Linked DNA regions of Mus musculus: regions 2, 3 and 4 are each linked to region 1. Evidence: chromatin contacts called from public HiChIP or PLAC-seq and capture Hi-C data. All regions are on one chromosome and are shown on one strand. Each heading gives the region's core, a stretch centred on a gene start, on an enhancer-like site or on the middle of the called end of the contact. The rest is flanking DNA. Distances are from core to core; before and after follow the strand shown. Region 1 overlaps Sipa1l3 (signal-induced proliferation-associated 1 like 3). Region 2 holds the start of Spint2 (serine protease inhibitor, Kunitz type 2). Region 3 overlaps Sipa1l3 (signal-induced proliferation-associated 1 like 3). Region 4 overlaps Sipa1l3 (signal-induced proliferation-associated 1 like 3).

Evidence for each region. HiChIP or PLAC-seq counts read pairs in DNA pulled down with a chosen protein or histone mark. Capture Hi-C pulls out chosen DNA fragments and counts their contacts.
Region 2: a contact with region 1 is called in an RNA polymerase II HiChIP or PLAC-seq map of embryonic stem cells, with 16 read pairs. The contact joins the promoter of Spint2 here to the enhancer-like site in region 1. A contact is called at or near these places in 1 of 39 promoter capture datasets (embryonic stem cells), 5 of 115 datasets of contacts at active chromatin or transcription factors (embryonic stem cells, extraembryonic endoderm stem cells and pancreatic cancer cells) and 1 of 9 other capture datasets (adipose tissue).
Region 3: an H3K27ac HiChIP or PLAC-seq map of embryonic stem cells shows a contact between it and region 1, with 3 times the contacts expected there. The contact joins two enhancer-like sites. A contact is called at or near these places in 1 of 484 Hi-C or Micro-C datasets (cerebellum), 4 of 115 datasets of contacts at active chromatin or transcription factors (embryonic stem cells, epiblast stem cells and pancreatic cancer cells) and 2 of 9 other capture datasets (adipose tissue and liver).
Region 4: a capture Hi-C map of embryonic stem cells shows a contact between it and region 1, with 2.3 times the contacts expected there. The contact joins two enhancer-like sites. A contact is called at or near these places in 5 of 115 datasets of contacts at active chromatin or transcription factors (embryonic stem cells and extraembryonic endoderm stem cells) and 4 of 9 other capture datasets (adipose tissue, embryonic stem cells, liver and 1 more).

What each region holds. Positions count from the first base shown.
Region 1 is chr7:29,481,125-29,486,729 of GRCm38.p6, reverse strand. The region is part of intron 2 of Sipa1l3 (signal-induced proliferation-associated 1 like 3); the gene reads left to right. Among named protein-coding and RNA genes, the nearest start is that of Sipa1l3, 22 kb to the left of the region's middle. Within about 2 kb of position 2,234, at least 34 of the 459 cell types and tissues checked have an H3K27ac peak or open chromatin away from gene starts, as enhancers often do. A contact at or near this core is called in embryonic stem cells, where this site is marked.
Region 2 is chr7:29,278,848-29,284,452 of GRCm38.p6, reverse strand. It overlaps Spint2 (serine protease inhibitor, Kunitz type 2), which reads left to right and starts at 2,476. Exons shown (of 7, transcript NM_011464.2): 1 at 2,476-2,941. The coding sequence starts at 2,836. It overlaps Gm45977 (a long non-coding RNA gene), which reads left to right. Exons shown (of 4, transcript XR_003946629.1): 4 at 435-733.
Region 3 is chr7:29,316,801-29,322,405 of GRCm38.p6, reverse strand. Sipa1l3 (signal-induced proliferation-associated 1 like 3) reads left to right here. Exons shown (of 23, transcript NM_001081028.1): 23 at 119-2,028. The coding sequence ends at 262. Dpf1 (D4, zinc and double PHD fingers family 1) reads right to left here. Exons shown (of 12, transcript NM_001368371.1): 12 at 4,820-5,605. Among named protein-coding and RNA genes, the nearest start is that of Dpf1, 12 kb to the right of the region's middle. Within about 2 kb of position 2,250, at least 41 of the 459 cell types and tissues checked have an H3K27ac peak or open chromatin away from gene starts, as enhancers often do. A contact at or near this core is called in embryonic stem cells, where this site is marked.
Region 4 is chr7:29,340,446-29,346,050 of GRCm38.p6, reverse strand. The region is part of intron 16 of Sipa1l3 (signal-induced proliferation-associated 1 like 3); the gene reads left to right. Among named protein-coding and RNA genes, the nearest start is that of Dpf1, 35 kb to the right of the region's middle. Within about 2 kb of position 3,495, at least 65 of the 459 cell types and tissues checked have an H3K27ac peak or open chromatin away from gene starts, as enhancers often do. A contact at or near this core is called in embryonic stem cells, where this site is marked.

The sequences.
Region 1 (5,605 bases), core at 985-3,484:
CCTTTCCTCTCCCTCACCCCTTCCCTCTCCCTCATCTAGGTCAGAGGCTTTTTTGTTTGGGGTTTGGGGGGGGCTTGGGGTTATTTTATTATTATTTTATTTTATTTTATTTTATTTTATTTTTTGAGACAGAGTTTCTCTGTGTAGCCCTGGCTGTCCTGGAACTCACTCTGTAGACCAGGCTAGCTGTGAACTCTTGATCCACTTACTTCTGCCTCCCAAGTGCTGCAGGCTGGCCTTGAACTCAGAAATCCGCCTGCCCCTGCCTCCCAAGTGCTGGGATTAAAGGTATGTGCCACTTCAGATCTAAATGTAAGAATTAAAACTATAAACTGCTTAGAAGCAAGCACAGGAGTATATCTTTGTGACTCTGAGCCATGTTTCTTAGGTAGGACACCAAAGGCTCAAACAAGAAAAGGAAAAGTTAATCCGACTTCATCAAAAGCAAGAGTGTTGTGATTGGGGCCACCAAGACCATGACCATAGAATGGGAGAACAGGACTGCAAGTTTTGTTTTGTTTGTTTCAGAGATTTGTGTACAGGATTGTACTGACGATTTTGGAATGTTAGTTTCTTTAAAAAACACAGAAATATGTGTGCTTGTTTTAATCCCAGGTGTGGAGACAGAGGCTGACTGTCTGCAGCAGCTGACCATGATTTGCCTCGTGCTCTAGCAGAGACATGGTCTTGCCAGCTGCAGATAGTTTCTGTGATTGTGTGATGTTTGGAATTCTAGGAACTTTTCAGTGGGTATATAAATGATAGGGCCCCAGGAGGATTGGTTATGGTTTGTTAGTAGTCATGCTCAAAGAAGAAACAAAAGGAAAGGAATTAGATTCAACATTCTCTCCCTCCCCCTCCCCCTTCCTTCTTCTCTCTCTCCCTCCCTTCTTCTCTCTCTCTCCCTCCCTTCTTCTCTCTCTCCCTCTCTTCCTCCCTTCTTCTCTCTCTCCCTCCTTCCTTCTTAATCTCCTATCGGGGGTGGGTAAAGGGTGGGAAAAAGAAGAACTTACAAAATAGAAAAGACAGCTACACAGGATATACAAATAATGTACTGTCTAAAACCCATTTTTTTCAAAATTATTTACAGTTTTTTTTTATTTATATCTGTGTGTATGCCGTTGTATGTGTGTGGGTGTCCCAGGAAGCCAGGGTTTGGAGGAGACAGATCCCCTGGAACTAGAGTTGTAGGTGGTTGTAAGCCACACAGTATATATGGGTACTTTGTGTGCCCTCTGGCACTTGTGTGTGAGTGCATGTGTGTGCTTATGAACCTTTTAAATAGCTTAGAGTCAGGGCATTAGGGTAGGAAAAACTTTCTTTGGGAGAATTTGAGAATTTTGTTTTTCTAATGTAGTAACAGGCTTTATGAATATTCATGGAAATTTGATAAAGAACAAATTCCATCAAGTTCTAGGGAAGGAGTCTATAGAAAATTGAATCCAAGTTGTGTACATTTCTATTTTGCATCGTTTATATGTAGCCTTTATGAGAAGAAACTGTGACGATTTGGCCAGCTCTCTCGCAATTTCTTTTTGTTGTTTTGAGACAGGATCTCGTGTAGCTGAGGTTGACCTTGAACTCCAACCCTGTCAAGTATTGGAGTTCAGGGGTGCTCTGCCACACCCTGCCTCTCTGTAGCTTTCTGGTGGCTTTTGTTTTAAATGTTTCAATTTGTGCTTTTTTTCTTTTCATAACTTTTGGGTTTTTTTTGTTTGTTTGTTTTTTTGTTTTTTCGAGACAGGGTTTCTCTGTATAGCCCTGGCTGTCCTGGAACTCACTTTGTAGACCAGGCTGGCCTCAAACTCAGAAATCCGCCTGCCTCTGCCTCCCGAGTGCTGGGATTAAAGGCGTGCGCCGCCATGCCCGGCTTTCATAACTTTTGTGATGGAACACTCGTGCATTTCTGAATTGTATTCAGTGTTTCCTGATGACTGCAGAGGCATGCACCGTTCTGTGTGGTAGGTGATTTTAGTTGCCATTCTCTCCTGAAAAGTTCATGTCAGGGAGCCAGCTTCAGTATCTGCGGGCATTACCACCTGTGATCAACTCAGGGTTCTGGTAGGTGCTGGGGAATGTGTACGTTAGACGCAACAAGCTGTGACTTGACACTTAATTTTGTATGGCCCAAGTATATGCCGTCGCTCCACTCTCCACCCACCCTGTCAGCCACGGTTGGTGTAGACACAGACAGAATCCCACACTCGCCTGCTGTGTGATCTACCACTTACTGATTCTCCTGAAATAACTGCTAATTGGTTCCAGTCCCACTTGGATTTTAGTGGTGCCTGCCACAGCCTTTAGTCCAAAACCACTGTGTCTCGAGATGGTTCCCAGTTTGCCACAGTGGCCTCAGGCCTCTGCCAGGCACACACGCCTGTGCCTTGGGCTCCGGGACAGTTGCTTCACGAAGACTTGTTCCAGGTGCTGAGGGCAGGTCTGAACAAAGCCTCCCTTCTGGGCCTGGATTCCCCGAGGCTGCTGGAAAGCCAGTCGCTGTGTTCACAGTGGTAAGCCTGGGACCCTCTGGGATCCAAGGGTGTCCACAGTTCTGGATGATTTTGTTAATGGCCTGCTTCCTTCTGCTTGGTCCGTCTGGGGCGGGCTGCTCTCTGCAGTGCACTGTGGGTGAGGCTGGATTGCCTTTTGCCAGCCAGCTGGGTAGGGAGGTGATTTTGATCCACCTCCACCCTCCTCAGCATTTTCTTGTGCACAGAGCACTGTTCAGAGTTGCCCCACTGCGATGCAGCCTCCAGGCCCCCCTGATTCGGTCTCATTCATCTTTCTTTTCTTCCCAGGCCCTGGAGACAGGTGGGGGATGGAGGCGAAGCAGGTGTCAGGTGGAGCCAGGAGTCATAGAGGATATGAGAGTGGGAGAGCTCTTCCCACAGGCAGGAATCACCAGACAGGGGTTGGCAACACAGGTCCCCAAAGACAGGCCCAGAACACCCGCCCCCCCCCCCCCCAGCTAGCTGAGGAATTTGGCACAGATGGCAGCGTCCTCTGGGCTTAGGTACAGTTTTGGTTGGCTAGGATTGCCACAAGCTGGTTGGCTCAAGCAGCAGAAATTGGTGTAGCAGTCCTGAGTTATGGAGGCCACAGGTTTGAGCTCAGGTATGGCCTAGGTTGGTTCCTTCCGGGCTCTGGAAAGAAGGTCATCTCATGGCTCTTTCCAGCTTCTGCGAGCTGGCTGGCCCTAGAGTTTCCTGGAGTTTTTTTTTTTTTTTAATCTTACCATGTCTCTGTTTTTCACGTGGTATTTCTGTGTATGCATGTCACATTGTAGCCCTGGCTGTCCTGGAACTCATTCTGTAGACCAGACTGGCTTCAAACCCTGCCTGCCTCTGCCTCTTGAATGCTGAGATTAAAGGAGTGTGCTGCTACCATCACCACCGCTGGGTTCTAGTTTTCCTTTTCATATGGACACCAGTTCATATTGGATCAGGGGCCTGCCCTACTCAGGTGTGACTCATGCTTTTATTTTATGTGTGTGGCTGTTCTGCCTGTGGAGGTCAGAAGAGCATGTATGATAGTCTGGAACTGGAGTGATAGATGGCTGTGGCCTGCCATGTAGGTGCTGGGAATCAAACCTGGGTCCTCTGGAATAGCACTGAGAGCTCTTAACTGCTGAGACATCTTTCCAGCCCTTTGTGCTTTAATTTCTTTTCAGTATTATTATTACTTTTCTTGTAGTTTGTTTTCTGTTCTTTGAGACAAGGGTTCACTGTGTAGCCCTGGCTGTCCTAAAACTGAATATTTAAACCAGACTGGGCTGAACTTACAGAGATCCTCCTGCCTCCATCTCTAAAGACCTCATGCTAACTTGCAAAGAGCTCTCTCTCCAGCTACCTAGTTTCCGAATGAGGTCACATTCTAAGGAACTGCAAAGTGTAAGACTTATAACAGGAGGGGCTGGGGGCGTGGCTCAATGGTAGAGCCCCTGCCTAGAATCCCCCAGTGAGGGCTGAAGGTGGGGCTCAGTGGTAGTATGCACAGGGCTCTCAGTTCCTAGTACCACACACACACAATTAAAATAACTAAATAAAACATTTAATGTGAGTGGGTATTACAAATTAAAACCATAACAGAAAATAATAACAATTAGCCAGTTGTTGTCCCGTATCAGGTCTGAGGTTCTGATACCTTCAACTTTAGTAGGACTCACAGCCCTCATTGGCTTGCTGCTTCTGTTTTTGGCCCTTCCATTCTGTTCTCCAGAAACAAATGCAGATCCAGGTGTGGTGGCACACCCTGTCATCGTCCTGGCACTTGGAAGGCAGGAGGACCCACTAATTTAAAGCCAGCTGGGTTACATAGCAAGATACTGTGTCAAAAACAAACATAAAACCATGAGTGAAGGCGTGGTTTACACATGCCCCACTCGTGAGCCCTTCAGGTCTCTCCCATGTCTTGCCATCAGAATCATAACCAAACTCATGGCACAAGAAAGCTGGGAGATGCCTGGCTGAACCCTGTAGGTGCCGCTTCAGTTGGCGCTCTGCGATGTCGTCGTAATACTTCGTTTTGATCTCTTGGCGGGTTCTGATGGCAAATTGGTTGCTCTGTGGTAGTTATAAGTTGAAGTTGACTGCAGCAGGTCCTTCCTCAAGTTTCAATGTTTGGGTCTAAGGGAAAAGAGGGCGTGCTCCTCTTTCTGTTGGAACTTCTATAAACTCTCCTCACCTCTCTGTCAGCTAGCCAAGGTTCAGTGTCCAGCTGTTCCATCACTATGAGCAGGGGAGGGCGAGAGAACATTTGATGTGTTAATTGTGTCTGTCATAGGCCTAGGGCATCACTGACGTGTCATGCCCCACAGAGTGGGGATACCTGGGTCTCGACTAAAATTAGGATGCTTTTATAAAGATAAAAGAAAAAAGAATGTGGAGGTGGGGGTGGGCAGGGAGGATTATTTGCCAAAACAATTCTGCATTTAAAATAGCCTTAGAGCCAGGCACAGTGGCTCAGTCTATAAGACCAACACACTTAGGGGGCTGAGACTGGAGGATTGTTACAAGTTCAGGAGCAGAGTAGCCTATAGAGTGAGACCTTATTCAGAATGGCTTCCTCCTTACCACGACCTATAAAGACCCGCCTCCGCCCCGCCCCTTCACCATCTTCACCCAGGACATCCAGTCTGCTGTTTAGGTTCTTAAAGCCTGCAGCTCTCCTTTGTGTGTGTTCTTGCCTGGCTCCCAAGGCTTGTCCCGAGTGCTCTCCCCCCGGCCTCACTCCTCGGATTCCAGCTTGCGCATCCAGTTTTCCCTAAGCCTCCTCTGAGCAGCCCCAAAGCTCCGCCGGGCCCCTTGCTATTCTTGCCTGGCAAAGCTTCATAGCAGTTACCATAATATTTAATTACACGTTGTGTTGGTCTTTGCATGTTTAATGCCTGCCTTCCCTACTGAGCTGGAAGTCCCAGAAGGTCAGGCCCAGGCTTGTTTTTTTCCATCACAGTATATCCTCAGTACATACTAGATGATTTTTAAAAAGCTCTTATTAAATGAGTGTGGTTGGGGTGGAGCGGTTTACTCATGTAAACCTTTGGGTAGCGGGGGGCCTCTGCACTGGAGCAGGGAACAGAGTCTGACCGGAAGTTTTAAAACCTTGG
Region 2 (5,605 bases), core at 1,227-3,726, 200 kb after region 1:
GAGAGCCAGGGTTACACTGAGAGACCCAGTCACAAAACAAGGAGTACCTCTTGCAGAGGACTGGGGTTTGGTTCCTAGCATCTGCACGGTGGCTCACAACTGGAGTTACAACTCTAGTTACAGGGAATTTACTGCCTCTTCTGGTCTCTGTGGGCACCAGGCACACACATATGTGGTAGTCAGATGGACATTTAAGCAAAACACTCATACACATAAAATAATCTGAAGAGAGAGAGAGACCTGTCGACTGCTCCTCATGCAGTTTTTGTTCCTCATCTCTTAAGCCTTCAGTTACCGAGGCTTGCTTCTCATGGCCCTTTCTCCACGGCCAGTTCCAACACTCTTGATTTACTCCATTCCAGCCCCAAATCCACCCTCCAGAGTTTAGGTTTAGTGTTTGTTTTGTTTTGTAATGTCTTTTTTCTGTTGCTTAGCAGGGTCTCATGAATCCCGGACTGGTCTGAGTTTGCTATGCTGACTATAAATTTGAACTCTTGCTTTGGGTCCTCTGGCTTTCAGCTCCTGAGTGCTGGGATTACAGGCATCTGCCAAGAAGGTTGGCTTTGTGATGCCAAGGTTGGTTTGTGTGATGCTGAGAATCAAACTCAGGGCTTCCTGCCTGCTAGGTGAGTGCTCTAGCAAGTGAATTACACCCCACACCTGGTGGTTTTCTTTTTGCTTTTTGTTCTTCAGGGTAGGGGTTGGTGCTTGTTACTGGGGTTGGCTATGAGCTATCCCAGTTCTGTTTCCACATCCAGAGTGCTGGGAGTACAGGCTTGCGCAACCAGGCCTACTTTGTTTACCGTAATAAGGACGTTATTTTCTTTTTCTTTTCTTTTTTAAAAAAAGATTTATTGGGGCTGGTGAGATTGCTCAGTGGGTAAGAGCACCCGACTGCCCTTCCAGAGGTCCTGGGTTAAATTCCCAGCAACCACATGGTGGCTCACAACCATCCATAACGAGATCTGACGCCCTCTTCTGGAGTATCTGAAGACGGCTACTCGTTTTGGATGGTTGTGAGCCACCATGTGGTTGCTGGGAATTGAACTCAGGACCTCTGGAAGAGCAGTCAGTTCCTTTTTTTTTTTTTTTTTTTGATTTATTTATTATTGTATGAAGTATACTGTAGTTGTCTTTAGACACCAGAAGAGGGTGACAGATCTTATTATAGATGGTTGTGAGCCACCATGTGGTTGCTGGGATTTGAACTCAGGACCTTCAGAAGAGCAGTCAGTGCTCTTAACCGCTGAGCCATCTCTCCAGCCCTATTTTATTTTTCTTAAACACATTTATTTGTGTGTGTGTGTGTGTGTGTGTGTGTGTCTGTGTGTGTGTGTGTGTCTGTGTGTGTGTGTCTGTGTTCGTGTGGTCTGGCAGGTGCCATGGCTACAGTGTGGAGGTCAGAGAACTTCAGGAAGCCAGTTCTCTTCTTCCACCGTGTTTGCACCAGGAATCTCCTGGCCGCCTGGGCCCCGGAGAGAAGCAGCGAAGCTAACAAGGCGTGGAGCACCCGGGCACGCCAGGCCTCCAGCCGTTGGGGGGTGGTGGTGGGGGGTGACCTTGCGAGCAGGTGCGAATCTGGTCATCAGGTTTGGTGGCAGTTGTATTTACTTAGCCACTTTGCCAGCCCAAGAGCAGTATTTTCAATGATAACGAGATCATTAATTCTTCTGCTAACGGCCTTCTACTTCCTCTGTCAGCCCTCCTCCATTCATCCAGTTTAAATGGAGCTTCTTTCCAGAAGCCCACCCTGGTTCTGTGGTAGTGGTTTGTAAGTCTCCTTTGGGTGTTGTACCTAGTCCAGTCCCCGTGTCCCTCCCCCTTTCAGGTCTGTTCATCCTTTGCAAGCTTCTGATCGTCACCCTAACACCTCTATATATTTGTATTTGTCTTCCTGTACGGGGTCCAGAGAAACCTGCAGTTTTAAGGACTTGTCACCTCTTTCCAGACAGTGCCCTGCCTAACTGGCAGTCGCACTGAATAGGAAACTGGGCTCTGATCATGCCCTGATTTTCACTGTCCCAACCCCTGCTCACTCAACTGTAGGATTTCACCATCACATTCCTGATCACTCTTCCCTCTGCTTCCGCATCACTACTACGGGCTGATCCTGTTTGACGACACACAGGCCAAGCTGGCCTGGCCACTGCTCAATCCGGGACATTTGTTTATGGCACAGAGAACGAGGAATTTAGGCAGGATATATCTCTCACACCTAAAGGAACGCTAAAGCAGAGCGGGCAGACAGCCACAGGTTTCCGAAAAGTTTCTCTCGCCATAGTCACAGCGCAAGCACGAAGGCGCAAGGACGTCGTGGCCAACAGACCCACGCCTCCCGCAAGGTCCGGCTGGGGCGGGGTCAATGCCAACCACGCCTCCTCCCAGGAGCCGGGGGCGGTGCCAGGTGCAGGCCGCAGAGCCAGGTGCGGGGCCCTCCGCGCTTGCGCCGCATCTGCCCCGCCCCGCCAGGTGCGCCCCACCCCCAGCCTGGGTGCCACCTTCTCTTGTGTCCCTGCGTCCGCCATTCGCCGTAGTACTCCTCGGACGGGTGGAGGCTTTCACAGTCTGGGGAAGAGTCGCAGAGTGTTGCCGCGCGAGTCCAGGGACCGTGTTGGGAGGCAACTAAGGCGTCGCACGCGCCAAAAGCCAGAAAAAAGGGCTTCCGGGGACCCGGGCGCCTCGAAGTCCTACTCCGGGGCGAAGCCGCACCTGAGCCCGCGGACCTGCAGTGCGCGTGCGCGGCCGTGGGCTTTCCCGCACCTGCTCGCGAGACCCCACCCCCACACCCCAACGGCCGGCGGCTCGAGGCCTGGCGCGCGGCGCTGGCAGCAGGTCATGGCGCAGCTTTGTGAGCTGCGGCGGGGCCGGGCGCTCCTCGCCTTGGTAGCTTCGCTGCTCCTCTCCGGGGCCCAGGTGGCCAGCCGAGAACTAGACGTCCACGGTGAGGGCCAGGCGGGGGATCCGGGAGCAGGGGATAGAGGAGGCCGCAGCGAAAGTGGGGGTACTCGGTGCGCAGAGTGATCGCAGGCTCCTTGGGGTTGGGGAGGATGGGCGGTGGAGCCAGACCTGCAGGTGGCGGGCTAGGAAGGGTAGGAGCCTCGCGAGCGCGGGGGCGTAAGGGTTAGCAAAGTGTCCCTTCCAGAAGGAAGGAGGAAGGGAGGGAGATGAGGTGTATTGACCCAGGAAGGCGTGGCACTGGAAGTGGGTGAGGAGCTCAACGAAGCGGAAATTGCTTGGCCAAAGAAAGCCCGGGGTGGGGACGGGGACTTGGGGTGGGGGTGGGGGGCGCATTCAAGCCTCAGAGGTGGAAATTTGTTCGGGAGACCTGTTGGCCGCTTTGGGTACAGGGAAAACGCACTTCGGACACCTGTTGATATCACATATGGCAACAGCCCCATGATCTCCCGAGGAAGAAGAGAAGCAGCGGTTGGTAGAAGGGAGGAGCTTTGCCAAGGTGCCTGCCAATGCAGGAACGTCTGTTCTCCGAGTGTAGTATTGGCACCCAGCAGCTGGGGTTTGCGTCTTTAGGAGTCGTTACAACTTTTAACTGCTTCAGACAACCACTAGCCAGCTTTGAAAAGATCTCTTTTGAAAGAATTCATTGATTGAGCAAACTTAATTGAGTCCCCGCTGAGGGTCTGTAAGAATGGTGGTCGTGGCTGACTCAAGACTAGACAGGTTCCTGAATTCGCAGAGCTTGGATTCCAGTGGGAGCGAACACTTAACGTGCAGAGTACTCGCCAAAGATTAAATGACTAGCGGTGACTAGAAGACAGCGGGATAAGAACAGTGATAGAAGATGGTGAAGGGTACTTAACTCAGGAAGTACTCTAAGGAGGGTGGCACCTATCCTAACAATTGAATGAGTAGGTGGCAGCCATACTAAGACCTTGGGACCAGTGTCCCAGGTAGTGGGAGGGAGTAGTGAGGGTCTAGAGTAAAATTGATTGTGATCAAGGAAAAGACCCCACCCCCACCCCAAGGCTGGAACAGAAGTCAGGAAGGGGAGAAGTGGACACAGCCACGAGGCCCAAGTCCTTAGTGGGCAACCTATTTGGTGAAAGAGAAAGCAGGGAGTGTGGTAGCTTCTGAGGAATGGTCTATTCCTGTGTCTAAGACTAGGGCAACAACAAGAGTTATGGAGAATGCCACAGGCCGGTGGGAGAGGCTCAGCCCTGGTGATCCAGAGTCAGAAGTGCAGAGGTTGACCATTGTAGTATAGCCAGACTCCAGGTTGCCTTGTGTCTATAAGTTACCTGGCCTGTGGCTGTGGATATGGCTTTTCTAAGCTCTTGCGTTGTCTGAGCCTAGAACCGGCCTGATGTGGTGGTGACATCATAGGCCTTTGGAAGGTCACACAAAGTGATTGGCTAGGCCGTGTCCTTCTGAACGGACTAGACTTACCGACCTTTTTGAAGTACGCCGGCCTTCAGGCTGGTGAACTGCTGCCCTCACTTATATCAAGGGCTCTTTGTTTGAAAGCTTCAACAGCTTTGTCAGAGGCACCAGTTTTGATAGGTTTTGGGTTTTTTTTTTTTTTTTTTGGGTTGGATGGGTGTCTGGTTTTTCTCAGCAAACAAAGGCATGTCTCTGGCACATTCTAGCTGTATAGTGCTACCAAAGGAAGTGGAGGAACTTGGACAGGAGTGATTATAAAAGGCCGCTCATAGATTCTTATCTTCACCAGTAGCTGAGGGGCAGTGGGAAGGTGGCAGGTATGGTCAGCAGATTGTTACAGTTGAGGTTCTGGAAGGAAAGACTTAGAAAATTAGATAGAGTGGACCCTGAGCCTAGGTGAGGACACTGGGGTCCTGAAGAAATGTAAATGTTCATGTTAGACTGAGGTGATGTGGAAGACAAGGTCATTGGAGGGTAGACAGAGAACAAGGCTCCTTTGTCTGAATGGAACTCCCCACAAGTAAACCCAGCCTAGATAAAGACTGTGGAGAGGAGCAGATGTGGGTCAGCAGATGGCAGGTGGCAGGCAGTGAACCTTCTACTCTTGATGACATCTTTTTGCCTTGAGGTTTGGGGGAGTTGAAGGGAGAGGGGTCTAGAAGCAGGGATGTAGTGGTGAGTTTATTTAAACCACTTTGGCTCCCTGTGGGTCACTCTTCCAGCTACCTGCCAGAGCCCTCTGAGAGTGAAACACACACACAAATTTTGATGTTTTGACTAGCTAGATGATGGTCCTCTCCCACTCTCTCAGGATTTTTTTCAGTATAGCCCTGGCTGTCCTGGAACTCTGTAGACCAGGCTGGCCTTCAACTCAGAAATCTGCCTGCCTCTTGTCTCCCAAGTTCTGGGATTAAAGGCTTGTGCCACCACTGCTGGCAAAATTTATACACGCATATATATAAAGATTTATTATACACTGTAGCTATGTTCAGGCACACCAGAAGAGGGCATCAGATCTCATCACAGATGGTTGTGAACCACCATGTGGTTTCTGGGATTTGAACTCAAGACCTCTGGAAGAGCAGTCAGTGCTCTTAACTGCTGAGCTATCTCTCTAGCCCGGGTGCATATTTCTAATCCTCCCTGAGACTAACAAACACCCACCTCCGATATTCCTGAATTAATATCTTTAAAATCTATATTTCAT
Region 3 (5,605 bases), core at 1,001-3,500, 160 kb after region 1:
GATTTGAACCCTTGCAGACAGGCCTCTCAGGATCCAGTGGCTGCGGTCTGCTTCTGCTCTGTGCACCTCAGCCATCTGCCTTACCGTACCTTACTAACCCAGCCCTTTGCCCTCCCAGGAGAAGCAGGACAAGGTGGTGCTGCAGTCCGAGGTGGCCAGCCTGCGGCAGAACAACCAGCGACTGCAGGAGGAGTCGCAGGCCGCCAGTGAACAGCTGCGCAAGTTCGCAGAGCTCTTCAGCAGGGAGAAGAAGGAGCTCTGAGTGCCCCTGGGTCACCCTAGACCGCCCTGGCTGGCAGGCAGTGGGCTTCTGGTTGCAGGGGTGACAGGTCATCCAGCCACAGCCCCGCACCCACTGCCCTGCAACCTTCCTTTAGGGACTCGGGGGACGCCAGGCACTAGTCTCAGGCCCCTCTCAGCTGCTCCCTGCCGCCTTGCAGGCCACAGGAGCGCCCATTCCTAGGACCCAGCTGCCTGGAGCTGTGTCGGTGGGAGGGGCCCAGGAGCCCCTGCATGAGAACTATGGAACGAAGTGAGCCCTTTCTTCCCCCACTCCCTGACAGTCCAGGGCTCCTCTATCCCCAGTGAACTGGCTCCAGGTAGCATGGACATCACCCTCCGAGTCCCCCTTCCACACAGCAGCCAGGAGCACTTTCATAGAGTTTAAATTATTTTCCTGGGGCCCCAGAATGGACAGGACCCATTAGCACCCAGATCCACTCCTTTGAGAAACCCCATTTGTACAGCTAGGACTGTTTATATGATCTTTTTTATCAGCTTCTCTCCAAGCAGCCGCAGGCCCCTCTGCCTTGGAGCTACTGATCTGGCCAGCCATGGGATCCTCCTCTAGGACAACTAGGCCATTGCCCCCTACGCCAGCGGCTTTGAGGAACCTGAGGACAGGGCTGAGGCAGAGCCTTCACCCCCTGTATGGTTGTCTTTCCTTTTACAAGTCTCCCTGGCCACACTCCATCCCCCAGTGGACACCAGCCACGCTCACTGTGCTCCCTGGGGAGCACTCACAGTGCAGCCCCCAGCCCCCAGAGATTCTCCAAAGGCAATAAGGGGCAGCTCAGTGGGGCACGCTGCTCACCCAGGAAACACAAATCCCCCTCCCCCTTTTTTTCCTTCTTTAAAAACAAACAGAAAAGAATATATATATATATATATATATTTATTTTTTCATGTAGAGTTGTGCCGGAACACGTTTGAATGGCCACAGTCTGTGGATTTCCCCAAACCCTGTGGGCTGGAGGTCAATGTGAGGACTCAGAGGGACGTGGGGGCAGCAGGCGGCACAGTTGGCAGCGTAGATTGGACCCAGAGCCATAACGAGATGGCCCAGCCCTCAGACCAGGACCCATCACTTCTCTTTGGGCCCACTACCACACACAACAGGCACTCTGCTCCCGATGGGCCAGGCTGAAGGGCAGGGCTTGAGGAAAGGGTATCCAGAGCTCCCTGTGACCTGCCTCTGACCCCCGGGGAACCCCTGGTTGTGAGGGAGCAGCCTGCCATGCCCTCCACTCACCATGGAATGATGGTGGCAAACCAGACCACCCAGTGTCCTGAACCCTGGCCAGCTACTGTGATGTCTGTCTCCTGATCACCTTTCTAAAGGGTTCTCCAGCCCCTCCCCCTTCCTCTCCTCTCAGAACCCAACCTGGAGCCTTCCCCCTTCCCCCCAACCCCCTCCCTTCATTTCTTTCTTTAATGTGTCTTCTCATATCTTCAGACCATTCGAATCATTTGGGGGACCTAATCATGTACATTGACAGTTGTAAATTTTAATTTTTGCTTTTGTTCTATTATTTTTGTAAGAATTCCTGCAAAAAAAAATTATTTAATTTGAGGTTGATACTCTGTGTAATGACTGGAGATAGCAGGCTTTTTTTTCCAGGTTGATTTATTCCATTTGGATTTTTGTTTTAATCATTCTTTATTGTCTTTTCCTCCCCCTCTTCCCATCCCTGTCTTGAGATTTCTGGCATGTTTCAGGAGGTTTCAAAGGAAATAAACGTTTCATAGAAATGGCTGGTGTGTTCTCCTGCAGCTGCCTGGAAGCCAGTGCTGGCTCCCTCCTCCTAAGCTCATATCACACTCCTGCTGCACAGCATACATTTACCAGCCAGCCGCTTTCCTAGGCACCTGACCATCAGGATGTAAAATGTGCTGAAGTTAAAACAAGCTAGGTCTGCAAGGCGAGCATGGTAACCCGAGCCCTTAATCCCAGCGCTCAGGAGGCAAGGTGGGAGGAGCTCTGTGTTCTAGGCCAGCTTGTTGGAAGTAAGTTCTAGGAGAGTTAGGGCTGCACTGTGAACCTGTCTTCAAAGGGAATGGGGGATGGGCCCCTTTCGCCAGGTGTGATGGTTCACACTTGTAATCCCAGCGCTCTGAGGCAGGAGGATCGCCGAGAGTTCAAGGCCAGTTGTGTTTGTACACATCGGGAATCTCAGAGGTGAACGGGTGTCAGGAGTGCAAGGTCTTCCTTAGCTACATAGCAAGTTTGAGGCCACCTTGTGCTGACTGCAAGATAAGTGGTAATGAAGCCCTTTTTAAAAAAAAGAAGAAGAAAAAAGAAAAACTTTTGGGCCAGAAGTGGCTTTGTGGTTAAGAGCACCGGCTGCTCTTCCAGAGGACCCCCAGGTCCTCACCGCTCACAGTTGCCTGACAGCACACCCAAGAGACCCAGTGCCCTCTTCTGGCATATTTAAAAAACAACAACAACAAAAGCCAGGCAAAGTTAAGATAGCATGCGCCTTTAACCCCAGCAGAGGGAGGTGGATCTGTGAGTTTGAGGCCATCCTGGTCTACATAGTTCGGGGGCAGCTAGGGCTACACAAAAGAAGTCTGTCTCAAAACAAAACCACGGGTGATTGCAGGTAAAGTAAGTACTTGCCATGCTGGTGGGATTTGTATGAAGCCTCCACCCGGCCCCAAACCACGCCCCTCTCCATCCCCCGCTTCATTTGTGTGCCCAGCCCCACCTACTCATCCCTCCACTGGGTCCCACCATGCCGTGGACCTCCCTCTGCCAACAGTGCAGGGAATGGATTGCAGTGGAGAGCTGCCCAGGGGTCCCTGGGGACCAGAGGTAAAGGAAGAGTCATCTAGCTAAAGGAAGTGTCTCGGACCTGAAGCCTCGGCCAAAACCAGGATTTCTATGGCCCTCCAGACAGGACAAGAGGGGGCGGCTTGAAGCTTGGGGTCCTGGGTCTGTGTCTCGCCGAACTGTGGACATCTGCGGGTGGGCGAGGCACCAGGCAAACTGACTTTGGACTCAGGAGTTCCAAGAAGATCCTGAAGACTCACCTCCTGTGGGAAGTCAGCCTCTCTGGACAGGACTGACCCCATCCCATCAGCGGTCGTTGTGTTCTTCAGGTCTGAGCTGAACTCTGATCCTCCTTCGCACCCTACCCGCACCCCCCACCGCCAAATATCTTCCGAAAGGTGTTTGCCTATATCCAGTGGAGAATCAGCCCTTGCAAGGGCTTCCAGCTACTTAGACATCCTCACTCGCCACCCTCCTCAGGGCCCCATCCAGCCCAGCCCTCCCCCCATCAACCTGGGCCAAGTGGGGGAGGGAACCCGGGAACAAACTGTTCTCACATCCTCTCCTGGCCTGGGAGACATACCACCATCTCCCAACACCCCACAATTCACACGCGCACCCGCACACGCACGCCAAGCCCTGAAGGCGCCTGCACTGCGCCCCGTAGTCCCTTCCCTTTCTTGCCCCAGTTTTTCATGCCCCTCCCCCACCTCTCCTCAGTCTGCCTATCTCTTTGGCCTCATCTGCCTGGCACTCTCCAGATTTCTGTTGTCTGTTCGCACCCCCACACCCCTTTCTAAAGAGAAGGCTCATGCTATAGCCCAGGATGACGTGTAACTAACTCCCCGTCCCTCCTGCCTCAGCCTCCAGTGTTGGAGTTCTGAGCCACATAGTGTGTTACCATCCTGGATGGCGGTCCCTTACATTCTTTATTGCCTTCCAACCAAAAGTCTCGCTCATTCCCGTGTCTTTTGTCTGGGGGCTTTGCCTGTCCCCTTATCTCATTTTCTCCCTCTGACTTTGTACATTTTCTGCTTGTCTCTCCAAACAGCTGTCCACTTCTCCCTCCCCTGGTCTTGCCAAAGCCTGGCTTTTTTTTTTTTTTTTTTTCCTTTTTCTTGTTTTAAACTATTATTTACTGGACTAGTCCTCCACCCCGTCCCTGGTCCCTGTCCTCTTCCCTCGGAATTCCTGGGACTCTCTCTTCATCTGTGTATCTCTCCAGCTTTGTCCTTTTTTTCCATTCAGTACATTTGTGGCCTCAGAACCATCTTCCTTCCTGACCATTGCCCTGGTTCTCCACCCCCACCCACCCCCACCCCACCCTGCCTGTCTCCTTGAATCCCTGTGTTTTGAGATGTCCTCCTGTCCTCCACTTTTAACCACACCCAGGTCAGGGAATCCCAAGTGACAGCCAGCCATGCTGAGGTGCTATCTCCCAAACCCTAGCCAGGGAGGGGGCTGCCTTCTGGTCTCTCCAGCCCTCCCTTCCCCCCAGTCTTCACTCCCACCTCCCTCTTTGAGCTGCCTCCCGCTGCAGCTGCAGCAGCCCGTTGCTATGGCAACCACAGCTGGCTGGGTGGGAGCCCCTCCACCCCATCCCCCTCTTCTCTCCAGCAAGACAGGGAGGAGCTGGGACAAAGCCACAGGGAGGCATGGTGTAGGGGCAAAGAGGTGGGGGCCAGCCACAGTGGCTTCTACCCCAGTGAGGCCCCTTGGCTTCCCATGTTGGTGACACCCCAAAAGAGGTTAGAGATGGAAGCAGTTGTGGGCAGAGGGGTCAGGCCCAGTTTAATACACAGAACAAGTTAATTCACAGCAGAGGCAGGCAATAAAGGAGACTTGGTGGCAAGGGGGGTACTCCTGGATTGGGGGCAGACTCCCCCAGACCCTCCACCTCCCCCACTTGCAGTCTCAATTTCCCCTTTTAAAAACCCGAACAACAAACACACACAACCACGAGAAACAACCACACCCCCTTGCCACCCCCAAATGGCTAGCGAGGGGGGCAGGAGGCAGCCCAGCCTGGCTGGGTAGGGAAGGAAAGGGGTGGGAAGGGAGAAAGGAAAAAAAAAAAAAAAAAAAAAAAAAACTGAGTCCATTGCAATCTGTGCTTCTCACTGCAGGGGGCTGGCTGCCTGCCTGCCTCACCCCACCCGCCTCCCCGGCTGCACGCCCCAGGCCTGGCAGGCAGGCACCACGCGGGCGCAGGGCGGGGCTCTCAAGGAGGAGGAGGAAGAGTTCAAAACCATAGTTCACATGCAGTATCCACGGTGGGTACTGAGGAAGGGGTGGTACCCACCTCAGATGGGAGTTGAGACCATTGCAACTCCAGAAATGAGGTGGGGAGGCGCCATTCAGGAAACTGGTAAAGTCAGGTCCCCAGCAGACACTCAACAGTGCCTCTCCACCCAGCCAGGCTTTATAGGACTCTTTGTATATATTAATTTTTTTCCCTTTTTTTTCCACGTTTTGTCTTTTTCTTTAGAAAAAGGCTCTTTCCGTGCTGCTGGCTAGCATCCACTACCCCTCTATGCCCGCCCAAAGGCGGGG
Region 4 (5,605 bases), core at 2,246-4,745, 140 kb after region 1:
AGGATGATCACAAGTTCAAAGCCATCCTGGTCAACTTAGTGAGACCCTGTTTCAGAACAAACACAGCAACAAGTTAACCGTGGGCAGGAGGTGTAACTGGAGGCCTCACTGTCAGGCTGATCTGGATTCAACCCCTAGCACTGGAAAGAAAAATTTTGTAGGGTTTTGAAATCCATGATATAAAGGCAGTAGTGATGCCAGGCGTGGATAGTGCGTGAGGCAGGGGGGTGGGAACAAATTACCCCATAGCTGAGAGAAGTATTTGCCAAACCCAGAAGTGGAGGGAGTGGGGGGGAGAGCCCCACTATACAAGTGGCCCTGGTGGTTGCTAGCTTTAATTTGCATATAGACAATTGATGCTAATTGCAAGTCATACTTATCTACTCATTAAAGCTGCTTCCTGAAGTTTTCTCCTAGGCAACGGGGTTTTAGTGTGGAACAGCATTTCCCAAAATGGGGTGCCTGAGGTGATCTGGGTGCTGAGAGGAGGGAGACGCTGCCTCTTAAATGGATGTGGATTTCCTTAGGAGGCGGCAGCGCTTCTCGCCCACCCCTGATCTCACAGACACTGCCCTGGACCCTATGGAAGATGAGATGGAAGGGCTTCTTGCTTTCTCCTCTTCTGTGTGTGTGGTGGGCAGTGGTGTTGGGGGAGGAGGAAGAGGAGGACCTGTTTTTGAGATTGGACCTTACTCTGTAGCCCTGACTGGCCTGTAACTCAGGAGATCAGGCTGGACTCAAACTTGTGGTAATCCTCCTGCCTCTGCCTCTGAGATGCTAGAAGTATACCTAGTTGCCACCACACAGTGTTAGAAATGAGATGATTTTAAGAAACATCTCGCTGGCGAGATGGCTCAGCGGGTAAGAGCACTAACTGCTCTTCTGAAGGTCCTGAGTTCAAATCCCAGCAACCACATGGTGGATCACAGCCACCCATAATGAAATCTGATGTCCTCTTCTGGTGCATCTGAAGACAGCTACAGTGTACTTATTTATAATAATAAATATTCGTACATAAAATAAATAAATAAAATCTCTTAAAAAAAGAAAAAAAGAAACATTCAGCCAGTTGTAGTGATCCATCCCCATCATCTCATCCCAGCACAGGGAAGAGCTGAGGCAGGAGGGTCTGTGGCAAGGACATGAGTCTCACACACGCACACACACACGACACACACGACCCACACAATACACACGTAGATACACCACTCACACACTACATACATATACACCATAAACACACACACACCACAGACATACATACCACAACCACACACACATACACACACCACAGACCTACACACCACATACATACACACACACAGACACCACATACATATACACCACACACACACACACACCACACATACCACAGACATACACATACACACACCACACAACACACACGTAGACACACCACCCACACACTACATACATATACACCATAAACACACACACCACAGACATACATACCACAACCACACACACATACACACACCACACACCACAGACCTACACACCACACACACACACCACACATACCACAGACATGCACACACAACACACACATAGACACACACACATGACACACAACACACACGTAGACACACCGCCCACACACTACATACATACACACCACAAACACACATACACGACACACACCACAGACCTACACACCACATACATACACACACACACACACACCACATACATATACACCACACACATACACACCACACATACCACAGACATACCACATATACACACACACATAAGACACCACACACACACCACAGACATACACACCACACACACACACCACAGACCTACACACTGCAACCACACGCATGTGTGAGTGAAGGTGGTGTTCCAGTCAGTGCAGCAAGTTGGTGGTGTTGTCCCACTGCACTGAAGCCCTCAGCAGCTACTGTCGTGGGTATGGTCCTTGAGAATGTCAGACAGCGTGGTACTTGAACCCAGCACCCAGACACGGGTGAGGCTCTTGTCTGCACAGTCCTGTTCACGAGAACCCTGTGCCCTGTCTGCACCTGCCCAGCACTTGCCATTTATTCATGAGCAGGTGCATGTGTGCCAGGCCCAGTGTTGGCTGGCCCCAGGAAGACAACAGGCAGATGGTAGCAAAGTCATGGATGAGCCGCAGCAGCAGGCATCCTCAGAGGAGGCTGGCCAATGTCTTCAGTCTGCAGTTTCATTACGTGTATTACGTTGTATTTTGTGTGTGTGAGGGTGGGTATAGGGGGTGTTGCTGGGAATCAAAGCCAGGGCCATGCACAGTCTAAGCCCCACAGCTCTGGCTGTGGACGTTGACCTAAAAACAAACTAAACAATCCAGACCTGGTGGCACAGGTGCTACTAACCCCAGCGCTTCGGAGGCTGATCCAGAATTGTCACTTCTGGGCCCGCTGAGGCTACAGAAGGAGACTTGCCTCAAATCTGAAGGGCAGAAGAGAAAGATGGGGTTGTAGAGAGGTTTCTCACAAGTAGGAGATGAGGGTACAAAGGGTGGGACCCGGGTAAGAGGGTTGAGCTTCATGTCACTGAGCACAGGCCCGAGGGGCCAGCGAGGTCACTCAGGCACTCCATTACTGAGTGTGAATTTGATCCCAAGGGCTAAAGAAAGCCAGGGAAGGTCTCAGCGGGAGGAGATGGGAGGATGTGTGCAGCTTCCAATTGTGTGTCAGCGTACATGGCGTACCACGCGTGAAAACGTCAGCGGGTGGCGTGATGAAGTCAGGCTTTCTTACACCTTTACGTGGGTTACAGGAATCAAACTCAGGTCACAGCTGGGCGGCGGTGGCTCACGCCTTTAATCCCAGCACTTGGGAGGCAGAGGCAGGCGGATTTCTGAGTTTGAGGCCAGCCTGGTCTACAGAGTGAGTTCCAGGACAGCCAGGGCTACACAGAGAAACCCTGTCTCGAAAAAACCAAAAAAAGAAAAAAGAAAAAAATGGTCTATGGGGTAAAACAGGAGGTGGAGTCCCAGGAAGGGTGAGGCTAAGTCACTCAGAGATGGCACAGGCCTGGAGCAAATGTCCAGGGGGTGAGGTGAGCTCTTGCTAGTTGCTGTAAGTGAGGAGCACTGGCCACTCTGGCTGGAGGGGATCTCAGACCAGACCAGACCAGACCAGACCAGACCAGACCAGCTCAGCTTTCCTCGGCAGTGCTGTTCTAGATACCCCCGTGCTCCAGGGAACAGAGTCCAGTCCTCCTTCATGGGGCTGACATTCTGCTGCAGAGAGGAAACAGATGGACAGACAGACAACAACCAAGTGAGACACAGATGGCAATCAAGGCTCAGGAGGGAAATAGGCAGGCAGTGTCTTGATTGGCAGCCAGACAGCTAAGACTATTGTACCTCGCCGGCCTGCTCGCAGTACTCTGGGAATGTCTGGTGGCCGGGAGACTGAGGTGGATCCCCAAGGGAAGCGTGGCAGGAGGTGTGAGTAGCAGGGTGGCAAGAGGGCTGCTCTAGCAGGCTCACTGCTGTGGTTAGAGCTAGCATCTGGTCCTGGAGGGTGTGAGAGCCAGCGAAGGTGCCTGAGCCCCTAATCTGGCAAACATTTTTCTAAAATATCACTCTGGGGGCAGCCTGTAATCACAGCACTCAGAGACAAGAAGAATGTGAGCGGGAGGCCGGCCTGGGCTAGACAATGAGATCGGTCTTTAATTTTAGAGGAAAGGTGGGGCACTGTAGTCTTCTCTGAAAGAAGCAGGCTGTTTAGGGAAGGCAGGACAGAGAGCAGAATTTGAAAACTGCCAGGAAGAGATGAGCTGGCCATGCCCAGAAAGGCCCCATCCTCTTGCCTGGCCCCAGCTCTTTTCTTCAAAGCCCACAGAGCCTGTATCTGCTTGTGCAGGTCCGTGACTGCAGCTACTTCACAGATATTAGCCCACCCCACCCACCCCAGACATTCGTCATGGGAGCCCAGCAGCCAAGCTCCCTGCCAGGTGCTGGCACCCGTCGTGGGCACCTGAAAGGCCCAGCAAGCCCAGGCACATAACTACCTGGCCCCTAAGCAGTACACATGCCAAAATCTTTCAGTTTCCAGAGCAATTTGTCAGTCAGCTAAGGGGATCTGAGACTCTGTTCCACGTGGAGCTGACGCAGCTGGGCGTTCCCAGCAGGGAGGAAGCACGTGGCTCTGCTTCCCGGGCTGCGCTAGCAGTCTCCGAGTCTGTCTGGGGATCCATCTCGGGCACAGCCCTCAAAGGTAATCTGGGGGTCTGCTGGGGCCCACCCTGCCTGTGTCGGAAGACTGGAACCACACATGATAGATCTGTCAGCAAGGGGGAAAAAACCCAGACTATTTTCCTAGAATGCTAGGGGTTGAGGGAGTGCCTGAGGTCTGTGGGCAGAGGGGCAGTTCAAAGGCCCTGCGGTAGAAACATTCCCGGGTATTTGAGGGATAGCCTTGTGTAACTGCTAGAAAAGACAGGCAAGTGGAGAAACTGAGGACACAGGAGGTGGCAGATGGAGTGGGACCTATGGGGGTCTCTGCCTGTCTGCATGAGCCAACACCACAAGGAGTTCTGGAGTGTCGCACATTTCCACAGGGTCCTTGTGGCTGTGGGGAGAACACGGAAGGCAGGTAACCCTGGAAGAGACAGTGGTGGCGATGCTGACGGGTGGCACTTGGTGGAGGTGACAAGCAGTGATGGTCGTAAGATCCAGGTGAAGCCCATCATTCCAGACGCTCGGGTCACAGCAGGCACAGAGGAGGATGGGGGCAAGATGGGAGCGAGCCAGGTGGCCTGCAGCCTGCCCCCCAGCCCCGCCCCAGCTATGTGGGCATGGCATTACTGCCTGACTGCCTTACACTGAACTCCTTCAGGCCCTTGGTCTCTGAGGCCCAACTTCCCTTCCATTAGATGGGACAATAATGGGTGGCCCGGCTGGACAGTGTTCCATACTTGTTAATCCTAGCACTCAGGAGGGAGAGGCAAGAGGGTTAGGAGGTCAAGGTCATCTTCAGCTACACAGCAAGCTGGAGGCCAGCCTGGGATACATGAGTTCCTGTCTCTAAAACTTTGGTGATAACAGTAACATAGCTGTGGTCCAACGAAGGTCATGTGGACATAGTGAAGCCGCCGCTGCTGTGCTTAGTCTCTGTCTATTGTGCCTTTCTCCTGCCGGCGATCTTGTTGAGTACGGAAGAAAGCTTGAGGCTGCTCGATCCCATGCATCACCATAAGGGAGCTATCTAGGCTCTCCCAGCCCTAGTGCCCCCACCTGAAATACAGCATCGGCAGCTCCTGCAGCAGAAAGTGCCGGGGGCTTTATGGGGTGCCGTGTGGCAAACGTTTAAAACCAGGCCTGACCGTGTCCCGGATCTTTGCGGTCATCCTTGTAGCTGTCGCCCAGGACCGCCTGCCAGCCCCTCGGAACCTGGACGGAGCAGTAACATGTCACAGCCTCACGAAGAAGGGCCATGGCTAAAACAGGGTACCAGTGCAGAGTGCACCTCCCCATGCCCCCGCCCTGTCTTAGCTGGAGCAGGGTCATAGCCTCTGGACAGGCCACCCTCATACACTTGCAGCTTGAAATCGCCATCAGTGGGTCATTTCTCAGAACACAGACTCACTA